Linked DNA regions of Danio rerio: region 1 is linked to region 2. A link is a contact called in public Micro-C data. All regions are on one chromosome and are shown on one strand. The core of a region is the stretch at or near the end of the contact, and the rest is flanking DNA. Distances in the headings are between cores, read along the strand shown.

Evidence for each region. A called contact is a pair of places that touch in the nucleus more often than the background predicts.
Region 1: a Micro-C map of caudal fin shows a contact between it and region 2, with 5 times the contacts expected there. The contact joins the promoter of rps18 here to the promoter of fkbp10a in region 2. A contact is called at or near these places in 2 of 18 Hi-C or Micro-C datasets (caudal fin and hematopoietic stem cells).

What each region holds. Positions count from the first base shown.
Region 1 is chr19:20,877,894-20,880,678 of GRCz12tu, reverse strand. It overlaps rps18 (ribosomal protein S18), which reads left to right and starts at 1,496. Exons shown (of 6, transcript NM_001423550.1): 1 at 1,496-1,516; 2 at 1,977-2,075; 3 at 2,160-2,246; 4 at 2,463-2,564. The coding sequence starts at 1,514. vps52 (VPS52 subunit of GARP complex) reads right to left here and starts at 1,203. Exons shown (of 20, transcript XR_012394997.1): 1 at 1,086-1,203.
Region 2 is chr19:20,744,027-20,746,843 of GRCz12tu, reverse strand. fkbp10a (FKBP prolyl isomerase 10a) reads right to left here and starts at 1,317. Exons shown (of 13, transcript XR_012395001.1): 1 at 1,103-1,317. It also overlaps a transcript of p3h4 not described here.

The DNA.
Region 1 (2,785 bases), core at 247-2,746, 130 kb before region 2:
AGGCTGTAACATAACATAATGAAAAAGTGAAGCAGGGAATAATTTCCAGATGCACTATAACCTTTTAGTTTTTCTATTTACAAATATTCACGGAATTGTAGTTCTCATAAAGCTTGCCAAGTACATAGTCTTTTTCTCCTGCTTTCAGATACTTCATTTTAAAAACTGTTGAGAACTTGAGGTTCAATCACATTCACACACACACACACACACACACACACACACACACACACACACACACATATATATATATATACATATATATATATATATTCCGTTACTATATATATATATATATATATATATATATATATATATATATATATATATATATATATATATATATATATATATATAGTATGTATATAATGTGTTACCAAATCCTGCAAGAAACACAGCTGCATAAGCAACATACATATCAGTATAAGAGCTTTGTTGGTAATATTAAACTGTTATATTTAACACTGAGTGCCATGGCACTGCAAAAATATTTGTACTGGTGATCAAAATCATATTTACATGATAGGTACATCGTAGCCTACAGGTAAATAAGAGTACAAAACAATAACAAAAAAAAATCATCAACAAATCAATTGTATGTTCATTTGCAAAAACGGGCAACTGCGTTTTTTAATTATTTTTTATAAATCATGATTTGCATTAAAAAGTTCGTTTGTAAAATATGTATGTTTTTACCATTGACGTCATCAAATGATAAATCATACTTTCATATTGTGTCATGATGACTTCTCAGAATCGGTGTTTTCTGAATTCGTACCTTAATATCATGTGTGAGTTTTTTTTCAATGCAGACATTGGTCACGTGATCTTATGGTGCCACACAAAAATTTGTGGGATATTCAGATTTTGAATAAAGCAATAACCTGCATAGCTCCATTGCAATCGCGATTACTAAACCAACCTTTGTACGAACTACATTAAAACTATATGATATTTAATAACAAACTACACATCTCTATTATATCCAGCTCTGGGGCTGTTAGCATTTACTGGTGTAACGTCAAAAATGTGGAATATGATCACAGCCAAAGCTGATGTTTCATGTAAAAAAAAAAGATGATTACCTCATCGTGTAACGTTATACAGGCCATCGCACCGGTCACAGAATCAGCGGATGTGTTTATATGAACAGCTCCACCGATCAGCGCCTCCGCCATGCCGTCTGTAGTACATAAAAACTACACGTCCGTTTAGGATTTTAGTCCCTGTTACCAAACTATTAAATCCGCGAAAATGCAGTGTTACGTTTGAAAATCTTAAGAAATGTTATTTAAAACAAAACAATATTAAATATCTTATAAGTAATATAATACGTTTTAAACCTCATAGGTTTTATATATTAGTTTAGATAACAGGCTATCAGAAATGTACTTGGTGACGGAACCATAGACCGTAAAAAATAGGGCGGAACCACCCTAAAGTTTGCGTGTCAAGTGGTGAAAATATCGCGAGACCATGACAACTTCCTTTTTGCGCGGAACCAGCGATCAAGATGGTGAGTGCGAAATGGTACTCTCAAAGCTTAAGTTGAAATCACGCATCATCGGTCTTATTTATCTGTGTACAGTTGTACCGATAAAATATTGTATGTCCTTTATACACGTTTAACTATTTTTAATGAATATTTCAGCTATTAAGTAGGATTTAACGTTTTAAAGAGTTACCGATATCTCCTACCCTGTTGACCGCGCCGCTTCAAAAAGACACCATACTAGTGTTTTTAAGGATCATGCTAAAAATTAAGCATCTGTATTGTGACACAAATTTATGTATGAATTTTTCCCCTAAATATTTAAAGCGTACTATGTAATTGCATAAGGTCAGTATGGAGCCGTTACAATAATGTGCTGAAATGCTTGCCCAAAATTCATTAGAAGAGGATAAAGGAGCTAGTTGTTCTGTATACTATTACCTTGTGGTGTCATGCATGCTGACTTTGTTATTTTTATTTTCAGTCCCTCGTCATCCCAGAGAAGTTTCAGCACATCCTTCGTGTCCTCAACACGAACATTGATGGAAGACGTAAAATCGCATTTGCCATCACCGCTATTAAGGTGAACTATTTTAACTAGATCAATTTTGTTCTGTATGTTAATATGATTTAAGCTTTTAATATTGTAATCTACTTCCGTTAATAGGGTGTTGGAAGGCGATATGCCCATGTGGTTCTGAGGAAAGCTGATATTGATTTAAATAAGAGGGCTGGAGAACTCACTGAGGATGAGGTGGGTTTGTAAATGTTTAAATGGACATTGAACTGTTTCTTACAACACAGATTTCATGTCAGATGACACAATTTTATTAAGTTCTAAAGCAGTTTATATTCCACCCAGAAAGATTTTTTGATAAACGCAAGTGGAAAAATAAGTGAAAAATTTTATTATTCTTTAAGGAATTTTTAAAGGTCTAAAATGTTTAATGATTATGGTTTTATTGAATAGGTTGAGAGGGTGGTGACTATTATGCAGAACCCTCGCCAGTACAAAATCCCAGACTGGTTCCTGAACAGACAGAAGGACATAAAAGATGGGAAATACAGCCAGGTATGATTGTCTATTACCATTTTAAAAGTTTATCAAGCATGTCTAGCACTGTTTTTCTTGGATGTTATGTGCTTTAAAAGCAGAAGTTCAGTACAATACCTATAACATGACCCACAGCTTAAGTTGAGTATGTTTCTGTTTTAACGTGCAAGTTTTGCTACGATTACGCCTTTCATTTACATTATCCCAGAGTTTTTGAGCCCTGAAGAGGCCGTTTTTCT
Region 2 (2,817 bases), core at 68-2,567:
ACCGAATTTTGGAACTGGCCATTGGTCACCAGAAGTGCCGCTACGAGTTGCTGATGCCATTGCCCTCTACCTAGCAAGGTAAAAAATGATTCACAATTAATCTTTCAACAAATTAATATTCCCTATACACTTGCATTGCTTGAAGCAATTAGCAATTTTAAAACAAACCCAGCTGCTTTGATGCTGTAATAACCAATAGTTTTTCCTCAATGTCCACTGACATTGAGCATTATATTTACTTGTGAGAGAGTATTTGAGGCGAAATGTGATTGATTGCTCCTATTTGTATACTGACCAATGGCATTTTTTTACTCAATTGACAAAAAGATAAAAGAATAGCAATTGGCAAACAGATTGGAAAAAGTTCCCTTTAAAAAAAATATTTAAAATGTGCATTTAAAATAATTAATTAAAATACATTTTTATAAATCAGCTTTTTTAAAACATAAATTAAATAAACTTTAAATCTACAGCTATTTTAAATTTTTAGCTGTACATAAAAACGTATAAATACATTTTTGTAAGAATTTATTTAGATATTGTTTTATTCATTTACATTGTAAATGGAAAATAGTTTAAAATTGAAAATAGAAAAAGTTTAAATATAAATATAATGTGTTGATGAATGCTGATCAATGTTTTGTTTTGTACTTTTTATTATTTGATTATTGATGTTTTAAAACAAAAAAATAATAGAGTTATACTTACTGTTTTTAAACATTAAAAATAAATGCATTGTTTTACTGAATTTTGTTATTAGTTTAAAAACACTAATCAAATAGATTTATTCATATATGTCTGTTTACTTGTACAAATTTAAACTATTTCTATACATTTCTATTAAATTAATAATTTGATTCTCCAATTTATTTTAATTGGGGTTCCTGGTCCTCCAAAAGCTGACTTCAGGGGCCATTAATTTGTGGTCGAGTTTTGATAAAGCTTATTTAAACACCAATAATTTAATTAGGTTCTGACGTTGCCCAGATGTTGATACGCACAGTTTTAATCGTCTTCAAAAAGCCATCAAATATCTTTGAAGCCTGAAAAGCCTTGATGATTTGTTGAGATGTTGGTTAAAATGTAATTATAATTTACTCACCTAGAATCGAACTTCCGCCCGTCCTTAAATGTTCCGTTATAGTCATACCGAACATAGTCTCCGATCTGAACCTCTCTTGGACAGAACGCTGGTATAAAGTAGCGATCAATAATTACATCTTCTAACTGACAACATACAGCATATATGACAACGAAGAGAACTGTTAGGGCTGGAGTAAGTGCCATAGCACAGAGGTTTTGAACAAGATGTAAGATGATGAACACGTAGCCTATGCTGTGGTTTAAAAATCAAAGAACACAAAAACCAACCGCGCGGTCCTAAACTCCATCTAATATCATAGCCACGTTTTGATAAATGGTTTTAAAAATACAATAGTAGGCAATTCTTCAACTACGGGCACTTTTAGCCTTGTGAAGTAAAAAAAGAAAACTTGTTAAAAATTAACGTAACATAGCCTCATACGTTTAAACAATTTGTCTAGTTTTAGGATCTGTAAAAGGACAAACTTAGATAAGAAGAAAACATTTTTTCCATCGTGAACTGAACAAATGTCAACCGCATCTCAATACACAGCTCATTTCAAAATTAAATAAATTATGGCAGTCAAACGTTGTCTAAGATAATTTTTGTATCTAGTTTAACCAACGGTTCCACTATAATAATTATATTTGTCAATGAAATAAATTAGTTGTATGCTAAATTGTACGCCTGTCATACTCTAAAATTTTATATTACTTTGGTTAAGAGCTTATTAGAAAATAAACTGAATTTGTAATTTAAATAGAGCATGAACTAATACATTGTATATACACTTTTAATGTGTGATGGAATCTTTTTAAATATTTTTCAAAAAAGTGTGTGGTGATGCAAATGAGAGTGGTGGAAAAGACATTTCAACAGTTTATATTGATATAAGTCTCACATTAATAACTATAAAATATTTAACTTATTTCACTAGTGCTAAATTAGGATACATTAATACTAGATAAATAATATTTTAAAAAGTTATTTTCATTTTTGAAGTTTAAAACTCTTGGTGTACGAAAAGGTAAAAACAGTGATTTTGACACCTAAAAGGAGGTTAAATAATATGAAAAAAATATAATAGAAAGGTAGTCAATTTTTTTAAGTAGGTTTTATTTTTAGTTTGACAAAGAAAGAGGAATTTGAACAAAATTATAAATATTTTTGGATATATGATTAAAGGACATTAAAGCGCCCAAAATTGAAGAATTACCCAAGTATTCTGTCATTGCAATGCAAGTCTCCGTTTAATCCACTACAAGCATTGCAAATAATATATTTTTGAATGCCGTATTGTACTCTCAAGTTCTTTTTAGCAGGACCATTATATATATATATATATATATATATATATATATATATATATATATATATATATATATATATATATATATATATATATATATATATACACATATATATATATATATATATATATATATATATATATATATATATATATATATATATATATATATATATATATATAAACAGGCCATGATATAACAGGACATATTTACCCATGTGTAACAATAGGACAAGAAATTGAAAACGACTTGAAATTGAAAAATAGTAAATTATCACAGAATATAATTTAGGAATGAAAACTGAAAGATGACGGGCTTTCAGACCCAGAGAAGACATCCCTCGGTTCAGATCAGACTTTATGGGACATGCAAAGTTTTCCAACACCATAAACAACAGAGGCGCGCCACAGATTTCCTACGTGC